Linked DNA regions of Mus musculus: region 1 is linked to region 2. A link is a contact called in public ChIA-PET data. All regions are on one chromosome and are shown on one strand. The core of a region is the stretch at or near the end of the contact, and the rest is flanking DNA. Distances in the headings are between cores, read along the strand shown. Region 1 has its middle 25 kb from the start of Gm31813. Region 2 has its middle 310 kb from the start of Gm31552.

What was found. ChIA-PET counts read pairs in DNA pulled down with a chosen protein or histone mark.
Region 1: a contact with region 2 is called in an RNA polymerase II ChIA-PET map of memory CD8 T cells, with 21 read pairs. The contact joins two enhancer-like sites. A contact is called at or near these places in 3 of 115 datasets of contacts at active chromatin or transcription factors (CD8 T cells, effector CD8 T cells and memory CD8 T cells).

The regions. Positions count from the first base shown.
Region 1 is chr3:21,986,465-21,992,298 of GRCm38.p6, reverse strand. No RefSeq gene overlaps it. Among named protein-coding and RNA genes, the nearest start is that of Gm31813, 25 kb to the right of the region's middle. Within about 2 kb of position 4,003, at least 152 of the 459 cell types and tissues checked have an H3K27ac peak or open chromatin away from gene starts, as enhancers often do. A contact at or near this core is called in effector CD8 T cells and memory CD8 T cells, where this site is marked.
Region 2 is chr3:21,124,737-21,130,301 of GRCm38.p6, reverse strand. No RefSeq gene overlaps it. Among named protein-coding and RNA genes, the nearest start is that of Gm31552, 310 kb to the right of the region's middle. Within about 2 kb of position 3,936, at least 18 of the 459 cell types and tissues checked have an H3K27ac peak or open chromatin away from gene starts, as enhancers often do. A contact at or near this core is called in effector CD8 T cells and memory CD8 T cells, where this site is marked.

The DNA.
Region 1 (5,834 bases), core at 2,754-5,253, 860 kb before region 2:
TCGAGAATGGGTTGATTTGAATCCGTGTTCCTCAATTGCAAAAGCACAAAGACATCACAGCTCTGTGGTGTCAATGGTCTCTTTAGACACCAGTGCCAGTTATTAGAAGGGCAAGAAAAGAAGGAATGTTCTTTCCCCACTTTGCCGCCGTGTCTGCTGTCGCTCAGATCCTAAGGCATGAAATTGGAAGAAAACTCTTTCTTCCTTCGCAAGGTTATGGCAAACTTTGACCCAGCCACCCCCATCTGATAAAGCTCACATTTAGATTACGAGCAGAGAAGAGGAAATTAAGAAAGCAGGTGGAGGAGGTGGCACAAGAGAAGTTAAGGAACAGAAAAAGAAAGAGGAAGTCGGGGGGTGGGGGTGGGGGGGGAGTTAATGTGGGCACACAGCAGCCTTCGTGGTGATCAAGAAAGAGAAACCACTGGGGCCACAGAGTAGAACTCAGTGGGGTGGCCTCTGCATTGGTAGTTCTTAAAGGCAGGGGGACCAAGCTCCTGGCTCTGTGCCTGACTTCTCAGGACTGTACCAGGCTTCCCCGTAGCGCAGGCTGTGACTCGGGTAGGGCATCCTCTTGCACTATGGATTCATTTCTCCCAAGGTACTTAATGTGTACTCACACATGTGTGCATGTGTGTAAGCCGGGGGTCCTCTTCACTCTCACCTTGTTTTTGAGACAGTGCTGTTCACTAAATCTGGATTCACCAATTTGTTTAGACTAGACGGTCAGCAAGCCCCAGGGATCCCCCTGTTTCTAATCCTCAGCACTGGGGTTATGGTTGCATGCCACTGCATTCTGTGGGTGCTGGGATCCAAACTCACATTCTCATGCTTGTGCAGCAAGCTTTACCTACCAAGCCATTTCTCCATCTCTAAAATAGTCTTTTCGGTGTGTGTGTGTGTGTGTGTGTGTGTGTGTATTCCAATATGTAGCCCTGGCTCACCTAGAATTCACTTTTTCTTTTTTTTTTAACAAACAACAACAAGAAGAATAACAACACAACAGGGGTCACGTAGTCCAAGTTAGTTTCAAACTTGCTGTGTAGATGATAGCTTCTGTTTCAGATCCACCCACCTCTAACGAGTGAGTTTTTAAGTTACAGGGCTATCTCACTGTATCTGTTTTGTGAGGGGTTAGGGATAGAACCCAGGGCTTCATGAATTCTTTGTGAGTACTCTCGGCACCTGGTTTCCATTCCCAGTCCTAGAAATAACACTTTGATAATAGAAATAAAGAGATGTTAAGTGCACACCAAAGTCTTCGAGTGTGCATATGAAGTGACTCTAATTTCACGAGCCCTGCCAGGAGACAAGACCAGCTCCAGTGAAATTCTACTTGTGGGCCTCTTAAGCGAATTAAGAAGCTCTGTTAGGTTGAGGAGGATGATGACTCATGCCTGTAATCCTGGCACTTTAGGAGACTGAGGCAGGGGGATATTTATAGCTAAGCAAGGGGTTACATAGGAAGACCATGTTTCAAAAAACCAAAACCAAAGCCCTAACAAACAAACTAAAAGAAATGGGGAGTTCCCAGTTGAGACTTTATTAGGGCCAAGATTTCTCAAAGTATATTTTACGGTCTACTGGGCTCACCAAATGCCTTTAATGGATCAACCTGGGTTACATGCTAACGACTTTGTGGAGAGTCACAAAACATGAAATGTTCAAGTCTCTGAGAATTCCTCTAGTAAAAAACAACGGCATCTATTTGTCTCAATGTTAACCACGTAAACTTGGCCCTTTAAAAAATTACATGTGGGTTTTTTTTTCATTTTGTGTGTATGTGCAAGTCATAAGGCAACTTTGTGGAATCATTTATTTCCTCCCCTCTACATGGGCACCAAATGAACTCAAGCTCAGCTTGTCAGGTTTTCGTGATAAGTAACTTTACACCCTGAACCACCCCTCTCCCCTCTTCAATGGGCTAGTTTTACATGCAACTTTTTTTTTTCTTTTTAGCACTTATGCCTCAGAGTTAGTATTGAGGGGAGTATACAAAAGGACCCTTCTGTACTATGTTAGACCAATGACCTGAAGTTACTATTCCCTCACCACCCGAACCCCATACTCTGACTTTTCCCCTAGTAAATAAAATGATAATTGCTGGACAGTGAAACCAAGCAAAATTACATAAACATACCAAGCTATAGGAGACATTTCCTGCTAAAGATTCCTTAAGTTTGGCCATCTAGCTTTTCCTGCATGCACACCCATCCAACAAGTAAGTTTCCTCTGAGAAATGCCTGCAGCATCAATAGCAGCCAATCAGAATCTCTAAGGAATGTGACTTAGTCAGTTGCTAGACTGAGCTGATTTCATTCAAGCCTCAAAGCAAAGAAATATAATACTACAATTAATTTGAGTTAATGAGGTAGATACAATTGCCTTTAGAAGTTTGTCTTGCTGATTCTAAACACCTGTGAGGACAGGCATTAAATATACATGAGACATATAAACAGTTCATTAAATGCTGTTAGTCTGTTTCTGTAGCACGTGTTGATTTTCTTTATTAACATGCACTAACAAGCTTGATCATGACATTTTCTTACACGTATACAACACACATGCACACGTTGCTTTGTACTCAAGATCCCATGAATCTAAGGATTAATTTATATTATCTGAGACCCTTGGGAACCAGCGATAGAGATAATGTATTGTGAAGAGAATGGATATGTAGCTTAGTTGGTTGAGTGTTTGTCTGCATAGCGTGCAACCCTGGCTTCAGTGCCAGCATTGTAGGAAGTGGTGTTGTATGCCTGTAATTCCAACTCTTGTAAGGTAGAGGTAAGAAGGCCATGCCATCCTCAGCCTCACAGTAAGTTTGAGCCTCACAGTAAGTTTGAGGCCAGACTTGGAATATATGAGACTCAGTCTTGGAATATTTTTTATAAAAATAAGAAAATGATAAAGCATGACAAATCTGTTAGTCTTTAAGGAATCATTTTTACTCCTAGTTAAAGATGTCTACAGAATCATAGCTATGAATTTCACTTTACAAATGACAAATTTTATGTTAATGATCTCATTTAACTCTCTGCACATAATCTAAGCACCAAAGAATGCCTCATAATATAATTTCCAGGATTTGCCTCCCTCTCTCCTCCTGTTTTCTCAGGTGTTAGAAACCTATTACTAACCAACCTATATAGAGATGGCATTTATTGGACGGACACTGCAGACATGCACACTTTGTTTTACTGTATAGACTTCCAGGAAGCACTGACAAATGAGATCCAGGAAGAGCCAAGATGTCACTGGGCCTTGAATGCTGACCGTTGAGAATGGGAGGGTTGTCTGTATTCTCCTTCTGCTCTTCTTTCTGTGTTGGCTGAGTCCCTCACTGGCTTGGTCTAAGTAGAAGAAGAGATGTTTACCAGAAATACATGATTCCATGGAACGGATGAGAACATTTGAGAACAGATTTCAACTCGGACTTCCTGGCACGGCTATGGGCTGTGAAGAAGAGTGATGGTCTGTGGCTGTCTCCACAGGTGCCATGGATCAGGGCCTTCACATGTGGGTGGGAAGTGTGCTTATCATCATAGTGAAGGTGCAGCCTGGGAGAGTAAGAAACTGAATACTGGAAACAAGCTAGGTGTGTACTCCTGCTGATGTGTGCTCCACATAGTGCCTCAGGGTCTACATGTTCTGTCGATTATATCATTCTATCAAAGGAGTCCTCAAGACACCATGCATGACTATATACCCATTCACAGTGAGATGAGGATCGCTATTAGTGGAAACCCCTTGTGAGTGTTGCTTTTCAAGGTAGCTAAATCTTCTTTAGTTCAATCTAAAATAATGAAAGCCCTGCTTTATTCAGGCCTAAGGTACATACACATGGCAGAAACATGTTCTCCTCACTTCCTGGGTTAAAGGTGAGACTGCTGAGGGAAGAGCAATGAGGAAACAACTCATGACCACAGAAAGGGGTGTCAGTCAAGACTGTTTCCTTATGTAACAGTGGATAGTGAGATAACGGCTCAGGGTTTGCGTTAGACTTTAAACTCCAACGGACGAAGCTGTTGCCTCCCACGGCGTCTCTGTGTGCAGATGTCACAACCACCCTCCCTGGAGGAAAGGAACATGAGAGAAGATTTGGGGAAGAAAAGCCACAGCTCAAGGAACTGAAAAGGAGTTGTTGCCTTCCAGGCAAGTGTGTAGGCTAGGGAAGGCCCCGAGCAGAGCATGCTGTGTGTGTTAGGAGCCTGACGACTTGGACCATGTGAATTTTCTCATTTCTTGTTACTTCTAATGCTATTGATCAACTGTGTGAAGGGAACTTTCTCTGCACCTTCTGCTTTCACAGTAAGAGCCCAATATTCATGTCTGGTTTTGGTAGTGAGTCTAGACTAACAGTGAGATGGGTAAGGGAAAGAGAAAACCTCCCCCCCCCCTCCCCTTTGTGGTTAATGGTGTCAGAGGCTGTAGGAGACTGGCAGGTGTTTAGAAACCAGCGTGAGTCATTCTGCATCTCAACTTGGCTGGGCTATGGGGCTGCATATTCAGTCAAGCATTATTTTAGATGTTTCTGTAACATCTTTGGGTGAGATTAACATGAAAACCAATGGATTCTTTGTGCAGCAAGAATACTTTTTATGACATGGTGGGTTCCGTCTAGTCAGCTGAAGGTCTTACTAAAGACTGATGCTGACCCGAGAAGTTTAGATTTAGTAAGGCCCCATAATCACGTGCATTAGTTCCTGAGGAGATACTTACTCCTCTAACCCTCATCTGTAGGAGGTTCAGCTCGCTAACTTGGAAGCTCTTTCTACAGTCAACCATAATGTAGAGATTGTTCCAGCAAGAGTTCTGAAATCAGGAAAAATACAACAACAACAAATTTAAATGCCCAAATATCAGAGGCTATTTATTTTATTCAGTCCTTTCCCTTGTTTTAAATCAGGGTCTCAAGTTGTCTGGTTTCCTTTGATATTTCTATATAGTTTAGGATGACCTTGCAGATATGTGCCACCACAATCCCTTTACACAGTGCTGGGGATTGATCCTAGGTCTTTGTGCTCATTCGACAAGTACTCTGCCAACTGACATACATCCCTCAGCCCTCATCATCAGCTTTTGACACAGAATTTTTGGCAGGGTACCTGTTGGCTTGGTACAGAATGTGTCTGTCCCCTGAGCCAACATCTTCTTAAAATGGCAGACGAAAATAAACCCAGCTGAGTTGGAGATAGTCATCCTGGCAACCACACATCTACTTTTTCCTGGAACATCAACTCTTAGGCAAGGACTATTTGCCTCTGTGCTAACTCAGGACCAGGACCAAGTCCTAGAGAACACCCCGTACCTCTGATGACTCTGAGAATGGACTCTGCCAGTGTAAGTGACTGGACTTGGCTTGGAACTCAGTGTTTTCTCAATTGCAGATCTTCACAAAGCTTGTGTTAATTGTTCTCCTACAACAGATAAGCCTAAGGTGTCCTGTTTAAGGAAATGTTCCTCTTTGAAAAAACTGCCTGTACTATAAACCCCTCCCTGAGGGGAGGACGAGAAATGTGCCCAGCTCCAAGATGTGGCCAGACAGCATTGTACAGCCTGGTAACTCTAGTCAGCCCCACCTTCAAGGATCCAAGTTCAGCAGAGGTGAAGAGTGCTTTCGTTCTGGTCACTCATTCACCAGGGGAAGCTGGACACCATCCGGTGAACCTGGTCTTGTGAAATCAGACAACCTAATTGCCCTTTACAGCTTGGTAAATGATATACTCCAACTGTGAGGGCTAAAGTTATATTTTAAGTTTTAATTCCTGTGCTGAAGGGATCTATAAAACAAAAATGTCTCTAACCTATAATGCAGATAACTTTCTCTGCCC
Region 2 (5,565 bases), core at 2,687-5,186:
ATGACTAAAAGCCACAAAATTCCTGCTGGTAGCAGAGGGGATTGATAAAAGAAGTTCATTACTTGGGCTCTGTTTTTCTTCCAATTGCAGACCCCTTTACTCATGAGGCAGAGGCTTAGAGTTTGTTAACTCTTTGTGAGCCATAGAAAAATGAAAAAGAAGAAAGACATGCATGCAGAAGAACACACATTCTAGATGAAGCTGGGAAAAGCTTCATTTCATTTCATTGCTGTTCTCAGTTTTTATACTTTCTCTAAAATAATACCTCATAAAATTGTCAGAAGCATACTTGATTACATGATTTCTAGATAAGTTTACATTCCGATATATTTATAATAAGTTTAAGGCAATCATTCATACCATAGATTGATAAGACTTAAGGAATTAAAGGGAATTGTTTATATGTCTTTCTATTAAGAATAGTATATGATTAAACATTCATTACCTGTTACTGGTCTTCCATAAGTTCACTTTAAGTTTAAAGCAATAATTTTTATGTCACAAGTTAGGACAGTTTTGTCAAGGGACAAATCATCTACCTTGTGTCTTATTAGTTTGGAAGTTTTGTCTAGTCAATACTTTATTTTTGGTCCTAGAACCTATAATAAACAGTCCCCTCATAGTTTGTAAACTTTAGTTACCAGATAATTGTTCCATACCTAACCTAGAAGAAATGTTTTCCTTGATCATACAGTTGTTCCAAACCTGCTTTCTTTTCCTAGTGCAATTAGCTTATGATACATGAAGGTTTATAGAACTCTATTTGCAGCGTTTATTCTATAGAGAGTTTGAAATTATTTGTATTAATTGAGGAATTCTATAAAATTACTATCAGATATTATGAAACCATCAATTTATCTATACAGTATTACTACGTGAGAGTACATCTTCATGTTGATTTTGCAGGAAATCTGACAAATAGGGTGGGCTAATGCCCAGAAATCATTAGACTATGCAATACTAACAGAACAGGCATATAGGCACCAAGGAACAAGCCTGGGATGATAAAGACTCTGCATCTAAGAGCTCACCCATTGCAGGCAATGCAAAATGGTGGACTAACTTCAGAAAACTCACTTGTATGCCTCAGACTTTCCTAAATGGAGTCTGACAGATGTGCCCAGATGTTTGTTTGTTTGTTTGTTTGTTTGTTTGAATGTACCTGGCTTTTTCTATATACACTAGAGTTATAGAGGACATACTTTCCTTCTATTCATTCTGGAATATTGTCAAGATCTACTTCCTCTAATTCTTTGGACTTTATCTTTTGTGTTTCACTTCTCTATTTCTGTTTCATATATTTAGTTCCTCTTCTTTAGATCCTAAGAGTCTCATTTCCTTGGTGGTCTGTACTTTAATTTTCTGAGGGAAGTTGTTCCTAAAATAATCCCTGGGAATCCTAACTTTCAGCATTCTTTGCTAACAACATCTAATTAATTATTTTTCTAGGATACCACTTGACCTTTTAAGCAATAAGTTTTCATTTGCTCCACATACCTTATTAAATACAAGACCAATGAAGACAAGGCATACCTTCGAACTTCTGTTGTTTTTACTGCTGTTGTTTCGGAGGTTTTTTGTTTGTTTGTTTTTGGATTTTGGTTGTTGTTGTTGTTAAATTTGCTTGAATTATATTGAATTTGTGAATTATATTGGGTTTTGGTTATATTTATTTTTAAGCATCTAGTAATTTTAAATATTTAAAAGGCATTATAAATTAAAGTTGTCAAGTTTTATATCACAACCATGTTGGCCTTATAGAGTGGTGAGAAAATATTTCCTGTCTTTCCATATTATGAAGACATTGATTGCCTTTGGGTTACTGCTTTCTTTAAAGCTTATTGAGTGCATCTGCCAACTTTTTGCATAAGCTGAACTCTTAATTTAGTTTCTTTCATAAATATAGACTATACTGCTTATAAATTTGTTTCAGTAACTTTTAGCTCAATTTTTTCAGATTTGCTGCCCAAAGAGTTATTTATAATATCCTCTTTCTATGTTTTGCATTTTGTTTGAGGAATGTGTATTGCTATTCTTTCCTTTTATGACATGGAGTTTTTTTTTTTTCCTTATTTCCTTTCTTTCCCCTCTGCTGATAGTTTTGGATGAATATAAAATATTTTGGAGTTTAATTTACCTTTCAGTAGCTGTTATAGGTTGTATTCTTCATGTTACCTTTGTATTCTGAGGTTCATTTACTTCTCGTCTTGTCTTTATTGTCCCTCCTTTGGTCCCTACGGTATTTAATGTATGCCTCTCCTTTTCATTCTGGAGATTTATGTAAAATATCTAGACTTTCCTGAAACAATCTCATTGAACTCAGATAGTAGAAAGAGAGAATTGACTCTTTCATGTTATCCTCTGACTTACACATACATGGTATGGCATGGATATACCCTGTTATCCCCACACAAAATAACTAAAATCGAAAAAGATTAAAATAAACTAAAATGCTTGCTTATGTTATGCTGTTAGCTATATGCAATGTTAAATGTATATCTAAAACATTTTGTAAATGTAGTTTTTACTTTTTACTTAATTAAGTACATTTTCTAATTTTCCTTGAGGCTTCCTTTCTGATGTACTAGGTATTGTTTCCATTTTCAAATATCTGAGACTTTTCTAAATATCTTGCTATGACTAACAGGTTGGACGTGTTGTGGTCAGCTTATTTACTATGTGTGTTTTCAGTTTGTTTAAACTCAGAATAATTTTATAAGGCAGAACGTGGCCTGTCCTTCCTAATGTTATCATACACTTTGGAAGGCTAGATTCTGTTGGCACAAAGCTATCCTTGATAGTAGGAGAATTAAGTATGCTGTTCAGGCCTATAGTAACCCCACATATCTTCTACCAATCTCTGGTTTCTGAGAAAAAAATGAAGTCACTAAGCTATAATTGTAGATTTGCACACATCTCTTTTTAGTTATACTGCTTTCCTTTCATGAATTTCCATACTCTATTTTGGGTTTATCCCCAAGTAAGTATGTCTCACCATCTAGAAAATTGTTAGTGAATTCTTTACTAAAATTCCATAATCATTACCCCTTTAGACATATCCTTTGGCCATTTGTCTTTTCTATTCCATTCTTCTTTCTCTTTTTCTCATCATCTTCTTTCTTAATGTACCTGACTTGTAATTAACCAACTATTTTCCCAGTAACATTTCATCTTCTGAGAAGCCCCATGAGGAAATATTTCCCATGTCTACTCCTTTTCACTTTGCATATGTAGCTGACTATTAAGTACAGCATCATTCTACCCATATAACCTTCAGTGGCTCCTGAATGTGTTACATTGTCTCTTCTCTTCTCTTCTCTTCTCTTCTCTTCTCTTCTCTTCTCTTCTCTTCTCTTCTCTTCTCTTCTCTTCTCTTCTCTTCTCTTCTCTTCTCTTCTCTTCTCTCTCTTTCTCCCCTACATCTCTCCTTTCTTTTTAAAACAGGATCTCCCTATGCAGCTCTAGATGGCCTCAAACTTACAGAGATGCACTTGCTTGTGCCTTCTCAGTGTTGAGATTAAACACATGCCTCACCATGCCTTTCCAATCTGTTTTCAACAACTTTTTAAAAGTCTCATATTATTTCTTCAATGTCCAGTCCCTGTTTCTATCTGGTTCCTATGACTACATTATTGACAATTAGTGTTCATCATGTTGTTCCCTTTCATTTGAGTCTTTATCATGTTTGATTAGATGACTAAATCAGAGTGGGACAGACCTACAGAGTTTGAGATAAATACCATCTTGGTTTAAGAAAGAACTTTGCTCCTATATAGTAAAGTTCTTAGTGTAGAGAGTAGATTTACTGAGATCAGTAGTTAGCCTGAGCTTTGAAGTGTTGCTCTCAGTGTGGTACAGATTTCACACCTTGGTGTCAGCACCCATGAACTGGGGCACATTATGCTTCCTGGGAAACAGAATGACTTCCTTTGTTTACCACCCATGTGTAGTCTTGGTTTCACTGTGTGGCTGGGGAGTTCCCTCTTACCAGTTGTCAGCATCAATGCTGAACATTTTTCAGTTATTGCTTGTTGCTCAGTTTAGAGATGCATAAGAACTAACTTCTATTTCTGTCTCAGTATTGAGGATCAAAGCCCCATCATAAATAATAGACAAATGTTCTACCACTGGGCTGCATGCCCCATCTTCCTGAAACTTTCTTGGTTTTTTTTTTTTTTTTTTTCATTAGCTTTACCCTGGTCTATGTGGCTGGGCTTGTGGGGTAGCATTTTCTATACCTCTTTGCTCTTTCCCCATTGAAGAGAGCATCACTCTGTCTTTCTAGGTGGTCTGCAACTTCTCGATTGTCCTCCAGGAATGACAGGTCTTTTTTATCTGCGAGTGTAGGGTGATAGGTTCATGATAATGTCTTGCTTTCTATATTAGTTCAATTCAGCTTATGAAACAATACCATGAATCAAATGAACCCTAAACAATAGAAATGAATTTCATAGTGTCTAGGAAGTCTAAATTCAAAGCACCAGAAGATTCAGTATCTCATGCCTGACCCTGGATTTTATAAGGCCATGTTCTTTTTGTGCTTTCACACCAGTCCTGACCTGTCTGAGTTCTCTTTTATAAGGACACTAATCTCTTCATGAAGGTTTTACACTCATGGTTTGACCCCATCCTCCAAATCATTTGTTTGTTTGTTTGTTTTTGTATAGCATTATACTCGGGAGTAAGTTTCAAAGAGTGAGGAACAATAACAGTAAGTATGTTTTGTCTCAGAAGAACTGTTAAGTTTCTATGCCCAATGCAGAAAGGATGGGTACTTGACTATGTCCTCTGAGAGAGAGGCTTTTCTTAACTCCTGAACCAGCGGTAAGGTATCTTCACTGATAACTGAGAGATGAAAGCTTAGTATCTGTACCCAGCAGACAATGGCTTTAGTTTTGTAGCAGAGAACAACACAGAAATGTAGGCATAGCTCTGACCTGGTCCATAGTATCCGCCAATAATCTTGATAGAGGTGTCTTGCAGTGTGGACCTCTGTCTTTTCAACTACAATCAATCTGATTAGCACTGGCTGCAGGACTGTGTAACGGAAAATGAGGGTGATGGGGCCTCTCCTGTGTCCACTTCCAATGCTTACTCTAATCAACATCCTTGGCCAGTTTTAGAACTCACTCAATGTTAGTTATTATTTCTTTTTAGAATTTAAAATTTATTTTCACGTGCATGGGTATTTTGCTTGCATGGTTTTCTGAGTATCAAACACATAGAGACCAGAAAAGAGGGTTGGAGACCTAGGAACTGGACTTAAAGGTGGTTGTAAGCCATGATATGGACACTGTGAATTGAATCTGGAAGAACAGACAGTGGTCATCATTGAGCAATCACTTTGTTCCTGTCTGATTATATTTCATATGTAACATAGTATGCCAATGTAAGAATGTGTGTATATTTTGATATTTTATAAATTTATTGTATTTATCTACATTCCAGTCATGCCCCCCGACGTTGGTGCTCCTTTCCACATTTCCTCATTCTATTCCTTCCTCCCTTGCTTATGAAAGGGTGCCCCCCCCCACCAGACCTCTTTCTTCCCTGAGGCCTTAAGTA